Regions from separate parts of the Mus musculus genome. Here region 2 is linked to region 1. Evidence: chromatin contacts called from public promoter capture Hi-C data. All regions are on one chromosome and are shown on one strand. Each heading gives the region's core, a stretch centred on a gene start, on an enhancer-like site or on the middle of the called end of the contact. The rest is flanking DNA. Distances are from core to core; before and after follow the strand shown.

Region 1 (5,285 bases), core at 2,249-4,748:
TAGGATTCTAGCATGCAGACCAGCTGGGTGGCCAAGGATGACTAAGACAATGTTGCCCAGCCTCTTTTATTGGCAGTTCCTGGACTCTGTCTTCAGCCCTTGGGTTGCACTCCATCTGGCATCTCCATGGATTATCTTGCTGGAACTTTGCTTGGTTCCTTCCTCTTTACACAGTTGGCCCTCTAGACCTGCACACCTGCACACCTCTCCGTCTCTGACTGGGAACCTCAGCATCTGCATCTCTTCTGTCCTTGCTCCTGACCACAAGTCCCTCACTCTGGCTGACTCATCCTCCCACACTCCTGACTCTTGTTTCTTCTGGCCTCCAGGTACCACCACTCTGCTGACAATAGTACACGTGTGGGTGACTTCAACCGCCTCTTCTCCAGACCCCCTCCTAGGCTTTGTCTGGACCTGGTCATTTTACTCTTGCCAGCTCTAGGTTTTGCTTCAGTTTCCTGACACTTGAGGTGCCCTCTGCTTTCCTACATATGTCCCTACAAACCAACGTAGGTGTCCATGTGTTCTCAGATACACCCGTGTCACACACATCAGATACACCCATGTCACACACACTTCTCTACTCCTAATCTTGACACAAATAGCATCTTTTTACAGTAATCACCTGCCTCACCCTTGAAGCTAGACACACCCCCTCCTCTCCTCTAGTATGGTTTTATAGGGTGCCGTAGATCATTCTGTGTCCAACTTATCAGTCTTACTAGATGAAATTTCCATAGCCAAGGATGACAATTTTATTCATCTCTGCCGGCTCATAATAGGTTCTCAAGGAAGGATTTTCTTTAAAAAGTTTTATTTTAGAGCTAAATTTGGTAATATTAAATAGTAATATTACACTGAAGTTCATCTTTGCCAGGGTTAAAAAAAGTCATTGGATTAAAACTCTTCAACCTTTTATTGGAAACTTTATGATTTCTTCTTTTTCTTTTTTACATTTATGTAGATGAGTATTCATCTGCATGTATTTGTGCACCACATGTGTGCCTGAGGAGGTCAGAAGAGGGTATTGGATCCCCTGGAACTGGAGTTACAGAGTGAGCCATTATGTAACGAGTGAGCCATCATGTAACCAGTGAGTCACCATGTAACGAGTGAGCCGCCATGTAACGAGTGAGCCACCATGTAACCAGTGAGCCACCATGTAACGAGTGAGCCACCATGTAACGAGTGAGTCACCATGTAACGAATGAGCCACCTTGTAACGAATGAGCCAACGTGTGGATGTTGGGATGGAGGTTGATCCTCTGCAAGAGCAAGCAGTGCTCTTAACCATGGAGCCATCTCTCCAGCTCTCCGTTTTCACTCTGTAAATCGTTATCATCTTAAGCTTCTTAAGCTATCCTGTCACTAATGACTTTATTTTAATACAGGAAGTAGGTCCAGAGACAGACTGCATCCCTCACTTACTGTGCAGCTTTGAGTAGGCCTGCAAATGCCTCTGAATCTGTTTCATTACGTGGAGAAATTTGTGCATACCCGCCAGGGCTATGCACAATTTAGAGACAGTACACATAGACACAACATGCCAGCAAGCACCCTATTATATTCCCCAAATCTATCAATATGCATATTTAAAGCTGAGTCTCATTATAACTTCTTAAATGGATAGGGTTTTAGATTTTATTTACTTGATTGAAATTAGGGAACTGACCTTGATCCATCCTCCCTAGTTCCTCAGAGGATTAGGCAAAGGTTGGTGTCCTAGGAACTGTGTCTATCTCTATAGGCAGGAGCCTCTAAGGCTACGGTTCTCAACCTTCCTAATGCTGCGGCCCTTCTCATGTTGTGGTGACCCCCAACCATAAAACTATTTTTGTTACTGTTTCATAATTGTAATGTTGTTACTGTTATGAATTGTAATGTCAATATTTTTGGAGATAGAGATTTGCCAAAGGGGACCCGACCCACAGATTGAGAACTGCTGCTCTAGGGCTCCCTGTGTCTAGTCCTTTAATGTTACAGTTGGAGACTCTGAGCTGGAGACGAGGAGCCATAGCTATTAGAGGAGCCCAGAGAGTGAGTGGGAGTGAGAGGGGGCACCCCTGAGAAGGATCACGGCGGGGTTGTGGGATGGCTTCTATACCCCACAGAGGAACCCATGGGGCTGAGACTCACACGACTGCAAGATTGGAGCACTTGCTGCTGGTGTAGAAATACTCCTTGACGTGGGCACGAGGCAGCGCGAGGGAGAGGTAGGCAAAGCAGCAGGGAGTGGTGTCCGAGCCATCTGGGAGAAGGAAGAAAGGAAACCCTTTTATTCATTGCCAGCTATGCTGGGCTCTTTACACGATTTATCTTAAAAGCAGTGACTGTCGTTGTCGACCTTGGCAGAAATGGCTCAGAGGACACATTTGCCATGGTGGAGAGTTCAACAGAAGCCTGTTTTGTCTGGTCCGTGAGCCAAGCCTGTGCCTTGTGCTCTGTACCGTAAGCCCCTGCTGGGATCCCTCTCCTCGCTCTGTGCCTTCTGCCCTTAGCAGGGCTTTCAGAGCTCCCCTGGTGGATTCAAAGCTTGGTGTCTTCGAGGTGTAGCATGAGTTCTGGGGGAGTGCCCAAGCCGAAGCTCCATAACTTAGTGACGATCCTAAGAGGGGCCTGAAAGTGCACATAGCATCCTGGGACCTGGCTGGCCTGTAGCGAGGGGCTCTGACCAGAGAAGCTCTTGGTGGTCACTTAATTCATCCCACAGCAGAGCTGTGGTGCTTAGCTTCCCAGTCAGATAGGGCTTTTGGAATACCAGTTTCCACAATTGTAGCAGTGTGCACCCTTAGACAAGAATCTCAGTGTTCTTAGGCCTCTGTTTCCCACTGCAACACAAGAGCAACTACTGAAAGACTATTTGTATTAAACAGGATGGCACATTAAACTCATTTGCACAGTGCCTGACCCACGGTAGGTACTTAGTTCACTATCTATCTATCTATCTATCTATCTATCTATCTATCTATCTATCTATCTACCTATTTATTTTGCAAGCCCCATTTCTTTTCTCACTATGAAATGAAAGACCATCCTACCTAAAACAGTATCACACATTTCTTAGAAACCACACTGGTGACAGATATGAGCAAGTCATTTTTCAAAGGTCAGCCCGGCACCAGTTCACAATAAGGAGTGCCTGCAGAATTCATAATATCATCTTTGAAGACACAGAAAAGTTCCTCAGAGGATCCTGCCATTAGTATACAAGACATCTAACAGTGATGACAGGGTAGCCGTGTCAAGGATGCGTAAGAATGTACAGCAGCATACACAGTAGGATTGGAAAGAAGGGGAGGTCTGGGTATCAAGATGGGTTGGCATCGAGGCAGAGTGGGGCTGTGATGGTCAGAACCCTCGACTTACATGGTGAGGCAGGTGCGGGGGTGCAGAGGGCGGCTGCAGTGAGGATGATGGTGAGGGCAGCTGCAGAGATCTTCATGGTACCCGCGGCAGAGGCTGTGGGAGATGCATGTGCTGTCTCAGAGTCCTCTGCAAGGGGTGCTCTGCAGCTCAGGCAGACCTTTTATAGGGAGCCAGGGTAGCAGAGGAAGTGCCCCCCCCCAGCCCCAGGACTTGGGGAGTTTCCACAAAAGACACCAAACACTTGTTGCTGTCATAAAATGAAAACACAAAATGGAAAAGAAAACTGAAATCACCCTTGGAAGTATGACTCTGCCTCTAACTGCCCTCCAGTCCAGGATGACTCCCTCTCTGGCCAAATACAGTAGGGGAAAATTTCTTCCTCCCCCTCCCCCTCCCCCTCAGATCTGCCGTCCCACTCAGGGCCTCTCCAGGTAGCAGGGAGCTGTTGTCTTAAGGCAAGTAGGGGTCAGTTAAGGTCAAGCCATTGGTCTTCACTTGGCAAATTCCCAAGTTGTAGCCCAGACTTGATTTTGGTCTTTCTGTTTTCTCCATGGAAGAGTATTTGTCATGAGCATACCATATCAGAAACAGACCACACTTGTGTCATTGATAACAATAAGTTAACAAGGTATAGGAGATTTGTTGTAAGGAATTTGCCAGGTAATCCTGATTCCCAGATAACTAGGTAGATATAGGCATACTTACACTTAGTGTGTGACATGTGATCTGAGAGTTAACATTAGTAACTAAGATGGGAACAAAAGAGTTGTGTCCTCTATGTCCATCTATTATCTATCTGTAATATCTATTTATTGTCTGTCTGTCTGTCTGTTTGTCTAGGAGTCAAGGGATCTGATAGGGCTACAAAGAATCTCTGTGGAAATAAAGATTTAAAAAAAGTGTGTGTGTGTGTGTGTGTGTGTGTGTGTGTGTGTGTGCATGTGTGTGTGCATGTGTGTGTGTACATGTGTGTGTACATATGTGTGTGCATGTGTGTGCATGTGTGTACATGTGTGTGTGCATGTGTGTGCATGTGTATGTGCGCATGTGTGTGAATGGTGGGCACAGGAGGATGCCTAACATTCAATCAGTGTGTGAATGGTGGGCACAGGAGGATGCTTAGCATTCAATCAGTCTCCGCCTTATTCTTTGTTGAGGTGCCTAGTCCAGAGTCAAGCTTCAGGGCCACAGGTCAGAGCTGAACGTCACAGTCTAGTCCCAGCATAGGAGCAAAATGTAAAGAACATGGATGCAGTGGAGGGGAATGGGAGGCTGGGTCAAGATAGACAATGGGAAAGCAAACGGATGGCAGGTCCAAGTGGATGGGCCAGCGGGTGGTAGTTCCAGAAGGCGTGCCACAGTGGGAATGGATCTAAGCTCCAACTCCTGGGACAGTCTGCAATTCTCTGGCTGTCAGTCCTGTGACACACACACCATGTGGCCAGATGACAGGCTGGTGGAGGCTGTTACCATCATGATGTTAGCTCTTCTCTTTATGGGGTCCAGGTGAGAGTGCTGATGCATTCAGTAAGTTCTTGGACCTATTTGTTTTTAGATGATTTAAACATACTGATGTGCTCATATGGTCCCAAGTCTGTCCTGTTTGTTTTTCATTTTTTTTAAATACATTTTTGGGATGTCATCCTTTTATACATTTAGACAAAAGTTATTAACCATCTGTGCCTATGGTTGGTGCCAGACAGAGTGCCCACCAAGGTACAGAGTCACCCCATCTCTGTGTTTGCATTCAGAATGTAGTTAAAACTACTTGTGCAATGGAGTCTCCCAGGGAAAGGCACAACTTGTAAAACTGTTGTTTTACACAACACCAAGATAGAATTGGGCACAGTCTGATCTCAAGTGTTACGTATGAGAGGATTTCCTGAGGGGGGATAAGTTCTGAAGGGGTGGGAGTCCCC
Region 2 (5,839 bases), core at 1,706-4,205, 48 kb after region 1:
GTGACTCTGCTAGCTGTTTCCTTCTCTACACCCTGAAGTATCCCCCCTCCCACCTGGTGAGATCCAAGAATGGGTCTTCTCTGGAAGTCTATCCACCAGGCCATCTAAGATCCTGGAGGCTCCCCCTCCCCATAACACACAATGAGTGAATTTGACACTTACATGATGCCCGGCCTGGTACACCCACCACTGGTGGGAAAATAACCTATAAATCTTGAACACTGAATCCGTGAGTTATAGGACAGGCAGCAATCTGAAGAGTCTTGAAAGCCTGCAAGAAAACAAGGGGGCACTCAAAGGCCAGGTCATTGCTGGGGTGATGGTCCCATGGGGGCATAAGAAGGCCCCGGGACTCAGGGGAGGCTTCCCCTCACCCTGCACTCATTGTCATCTCTTTCTGCACCTTTGAGTGGGCCTAACGTGGACCACAATCAGGCTGGGAACATGTCCATAGAAGGGAAGCCATGCGCAGTCACCTATAGGTGACTTCTGCCCCAAGGCAGACTCGGTGCATAGAGAAGGCACATCTGTAGGGAATACTAATGGCCCATCCTGATCTTCTTGAAGATTTTTGGACAGCATCCTCAACCACCCTCATGACCTTGTTCTGTTCTGTCATCGGGTAGGGGGATGCTCTGGTGTTGATCTGCAACCACCTGGTGCTTCTCAGTACAAGCTGTAATGAAATATTTACCCATGTGAAACATTTCAATTTCAAGCCCTTGCTGTGCCTTCAGACTGCTCTGGACTTCTTTTGTCTCTGTTGCTGGAAGAGACAGAGGGCAGAGGTTAGCATCATTGTCTTAGCATCTCTACTCACCATCCCCACCCCGATTCTTGCCAAGGCTGAGAAGGCTCTGCTGAGGACCACCATCACACACTTGGAGTCTAGGATCTGCTCTAGACTCATTTATCCCCTTAGGTGACATGAGATTTTTCTGGGATCTTAAAAAACAAAACAAAACAAAAAAACCAAAAACTCTATTGACTTGAAGCACAAACCCCTTTGGTGACACAAAGTCCCTTGAAGTGAAATGAGGCTCCTAATAGTCCACATTTATATAAATGCCTGATTAAAGGACACACTGAAGAAAAAACCATCAGGGATGTTGAGTGACATCCAGCAATGTATCACTTTTTAAAATCCATAATAATCCTTTATCCCAAATATATCGAAGCCCAAAGATTGTTGCTAAAGGATTGGGAATTTGCATTGTGCTAAGACAAGACTACTAATCCCTTATATCATGTCTTCAATGGTTGCATATGAATTATCTGTAGTAGGGTGCACGGCTATTATTTAACAAGTTTGATGTGGTGTGGGTGGCTTCCAAAGTAAATCTTAAGAAGCAGTGCCTGTTCTTGAACGCATGATTACTAATCTGCCTCTTAGTCTTACCCATCACTACTCATGCGGTCTTACATTATTGAAGGCTGTTCCAATTCTCTGTTTCAGTTATCTGGTTTGAAAAGTGAGCAGGGCAATAATATATACAAGGCTTGCTTGTCTTCTAACTTCTTCTTTTTCTACAAGAATGATGCATTTCCATTTGTCCCACCCCTCAGGGATGCCAGAGGAAGAATGAATCAACATCTGGACAGTTGAGCAATAGCTAACTCTACTAACTGTATTTTGTTTTCTGCATATTATGGTATTCTGGCATACTTAAAATCCTGACCACAGGGAGGGGCTAACTGCTTCTTAACCAACTCTCACTGAGCCCAGCACCCAACCTTTATCATTCTCAAACACCATGTTGGTATTTCCCTTGCCCTAACTCTTCCTAAAGCTAGATCCTTAAAGACCATCCATATATACAAAGTCTGCTCGACTTCTTCAGTCTAGGAAATCTTAACTGAACCCTGCATTGTGCCCTTCCTCTTTTCCAGTATCTCCAATAAAGAATCTGACACAAGTTTCTCTATTTCATTACTTATGCCTCCTGGCCTAACTCCAATATTCTCCTTGGCTCTGTGAGACATGATGTATCTCTCCTCCTTAGAAAAGTTGAGGAATACATTCTTTTATTTCACAGGACCTCTCTGTGTTGAGCCCTGGTCACCTCCATAAACTAAAATATCATAGCTTCAGATGAAATGGTGACCTTGGATGAGCCATTGGCCTGACTGGTCCCAATGCCTTAAAAATGATGGTTCTATACTAGCTGACATCTAATAACTCTAGCATCACAGAGTTTTATATTCATTTCTACAAATGTATGCTTTAATTATAGTTATTTCGATCTAACTACAATGTCAGCTAGGATTGGCTAGGAAAAGTTATCAAATAATTCTAGCTATGAAAAAGGAAAACATTTGCTTCTCCAAATGGAAGCAAGCCATTTGTGTACCAGCTTCCAGACCAGACCCTTCCTAATGCTGCAGCCTTTTAATACAGTTCCTCATGTCGTGGTGATCCCCAACCATAAAGTTATTTCATTACTACTTTATAACCGTAATTTTGTTACTGCTATGAATCATAATGTAAATATCTATGTTTTCTGATGGTCTTAGGCAAGCCCTGTGAAGAGGTTGTTTGACTTCCAAAAAGGGTGGCAACCGGTAGTTGAGAACCACTGATCCAGGGGCTATAGCCAGAGGCAGGTCTGTACTAAGTAAATTCCATTGCTCTGTCTGGGATGGAAATTATTAAATGCTGCCCCTTCTGGAACTCCCCCCAAATTTTCAGTTACCACCACAGGACTCACCATGTGTGATCTGGGCCCAGATTCCAAGAGCAGTTGTAAGAATGAGGAAGGAGAGGGCAGTATGAAAAGGCTTCATCTTCTTAGTGGGCAGACCCAGCTGGCCTTCAGACTGCTTGCTGTTCCTGGCCCGGTCTTGCTATTTATACATGTAAGAGGATCAGGAAGTCCCTGGGGTACAGCTCATAATGCCCTCCTTTGACTACATAACACCCAACATGCTAGTTCTAAGAGAGGGAACAGTGTGCAGTGGGAAGTGGAGGGCAAAGGTGACTTGGGGCTTTCCAAAGTTCAAATTGATTCAGAGAGAGTAAATATTTCCAGAAGGATTTCTCCTTTTATAAAATTCATTCACTCCTTTAGCTCTGGCCACAGGGTGGGAGTGAGGGATCCTTCTAGACCCCTGATGAGAGGTTAGCTTGGAGGACGCTGGCTTATGCTCATTGACAGCTGACCGACAGATATAGATTATAAAAGTAAACTTATATGTCTTGCCAGAGATATATAAAATTGTTGTCAACTCCTTCTTTAATTATTTTTCTTTAATTTTTAAAGATTTATTTTATATCCATGTTTTGCCTGCATGTGTGTATGTCTACCACATACATGCAGTGCTGTGCAGGTCAGAAGAGGGTGTTAAATTCCCTGGTACTAGAGTTACAGATGGTTGTGAGCCATCATGTGGATGCTGAGAACTGAAGCCAGCAAGTGTCCTTAACCGCTGAGCCAACTCTCCAGCCCCTTTAGATATTTTTAATATACTTTAACATCAGAGGAAAAAAAATCTTTAGAACGTCTGTCAGAAGAAACATCTAAGGCTGGTTGGGGTGGTGTTCACCACTTGGTGTCAGCACTTGGGAGCCAGAGGCAGGTGTGTGTGTGTGTTTGAGGCCAGTCTGGTCTACACACTCAGTTATCCAATCTCCGTGAGTTTGTGAATGTTTGCTGTTCATTTGTGGTTTTAGTCTGATGTGGTCAAATAGAATAGGAAGAGAGGGCTAAAGAGCCAGCTCACTGGTTTAGAGCACTTGTTGCTTTTTCAGAGGACCCAGGTTCAGTCTTCGTGAGTTTCATTAGCCTCTTTCTATCAAGGGAGGATCCCCTTTCTCCTTGAGTTATGAAGGAGCCCTTTGCTGGCAATACTGTCCTGGGCTGGAGGTTCATGTCTTCCAAAGCTTGAGGAACGCCTCTCCAAGCTCTCTGTTACGCTGATGGACATCTCCTGACACATGACTTAGTGGTTCTCTCTTGATGCTTTTTACACATTTTCTTTGTTTTGAATACTTAGTACTATAACTTTAATTATAATATGACAAGAAGAAGTTCTTTTTGGGTCTTGTCTCTTTGGTGTTCTAAATGACTTCTCTATTTGATTAGATGTTTCTTTGCCTAATTTAGGAAATTTTTTTTGGCTATGATTTCACTGGAAATGTTTTCTGTGCATTTGGAAAGAACTTCACTCTTTTATATCTGTGATTATTAGACTTTATCTTCTCCTCATGTATTAAATAGCCCAAAGTCCAACTCATGCCTTTTCATTAATTCATCTTTTTCCTTGACACTTTCTGCTCCCAGTGCCTTGTCTTCAAGCTCAGATATGCTGTCCTTTTCTTGACTGATTCTACTGGTAAGGCTTTCTGCAGAATTTTTAATTTGACTTAATTGTATTTTGGATCTCCAGTAGTTTGCTATGGTCCCCTCCCCCAATGGTTCTATACCCTATTTACTTCCTCCTACTTCCTCTTCCTTCCTTCCTTCCTTCCTTCCTTTCTTTCTTTCTTTCTTTTTTCTTTCTTTCTTTCTTTCTTTCTTTCTTTCTTTCTTTCTTTCTTTCTTTCTCTCTCTCTTTCTCTCTTTCTTTCTTTCTTTTTTTCTTTCTTTCTTTCTTTCTTTCTTTCTTTCTTTCTTTCTTTCTTTCTTTCTTTCTTTTTAGATTTGTATTTATTTATTATATACAAGTACACTGTAGCTGTCTTCAAACACTCCAGAAGAGGGCATCAGATCTCATTACAGATGGTTGTGAGACACCATGTGGTTTCTGGGATTTGAACTCAGGACCTTTGAAAGGGCAGTCAGTGCTCTTAACCACTGAGCCATCTCTCCAACCCAACTTCCTTTTTCATATCATGTATCAAGCTCCTTATTTAATCCAGGTGTTTATGTTCTCTTGGGATGCTCCTTTCATGCATGGAGATGGGAGAGGAGGACCAGTCAAGCTATAAACTCTTGCTGGACAGTGGTGGCACACGCCTTTGATCCCAGTACTCAGGAGGCAGAGGCAGTCAGATTTCTGAGTTTGAGGCCAGCCTGGTCTTCAGAGTGAGTTCCAGGACAGCCAGGGCTACACAGAGAAACCCTGTCTCAAAAACAAACAGACAGACAAACAAAAAACAAAACAAACAAAAAGCTCTAAACTTTTGTATTTCCTGTGGTTTATGCTGATGTTGAGTTTGTATTGGACAGGAGTGTAATGTCCATGTGCAAGGTCTTCTCTTTTGTATTTCCCATTCTTCACATGACAGGTTCTGCAGGCCTCCTGGGTTTCCTTTTATGGTCTGGACAGATTCTTGCATCCTCCTGAGACAGATTGTAACGCTGGGGTGCTGTATGCTTTGTCTGGAGGGTGATTCCCCAAGTGTGCTGGGAATGTGGGAGGAAACCACAGCACTGAGTTGGTTTAAGCAGAGGACCTATTTCCATACTTTCAAGACCTCTTGAATATGAATCACCCTGCTGGGGGAATGCCACTGTGAGTATTGTGTTGGTTAGTTTAATGGGCAACTTGATATAACCTAGAATCACTGGGAAGAGAGTCTTAATGAAAGATTATCTAGATCAGGTTGGGCATGCGTACGGGAGATTGTTAATTAAAGTGGGAAGACCCATCTGGAAAGTGATGGCACCATTTCAGGTGCTGGACCCTGGAGTGTGTAAGAAAGTTCTATGCAATCGAGGAGTGATTATTTCTCTGTTCTTGATTGCGGATGTGCAAACTCCTGCCAGTTACTTCCCTCCTATGATGGACTGTAATTTGGGTTGTAAGCTAAAATACATCAGTTCTTCCCTTATGCTGCTTTTTGTCAGTATATAGGTATCGTGCACAAACTTGGAACTTCGGAATTCTTGGGTCCATG

What was found. Promoter capture Hi-C pulls out the DNA fragments that hold promoters and counts their contacts.
Region 2: a contact with region 1 is called in a promoter capture Hi-C map of macrophages, with 10 read pairs. The contact joins the promoter of Ccl9 here to the promoter of Ccl5 in region 1. A contact is called at or near these places in 2 of 39 promoter capture datasets (cranial neural crest and macrophages), 1 of 15 datasets of contacts at CTCF or cohesin (the NIH/3T3 cell line), 1 of 484 Hi-C or Micro-C datasets (macrophages), 5 of 115 datasets of contacts at active chromatin or transcription factors (CD8 T cells, the HPC-7 cell line, double positive thymocytes and 2 more) and 3 of 9 other capture datasets (adipose tissue, liver and pancreatic islet).

Annotation. Positions count from the first base shown.
Region 1 is chr11:83,527,020-83,532,304 of GRCm38.p6, forward strand. It overlaps Ccl5 (chemokine (C-C motif) ligand 5), which reads right to left and starts at 3,499. Exons shown (of 3, transcript NM_013653.3): 1 at 3,367-3,499; 2 at 2,137-2,248. The coding sequence starts at 3,442. The region is part of intron 2 of Gm32650 (a long non-coding RNA gene); the gene reads left to right.
Region 2 is chr11:83,575,681-83,581,519 of GRCm38.p6, forward strand. Ccl9 (chemokine (C-C motif) ligand 9) reads right to left here and starts at 2,956. Exons shown (of 4, transcript NM_011338.2): 1 at 2,709-2,956; 2 at 695-766; 3 at 163-271. The coding sequence starts at 2,784.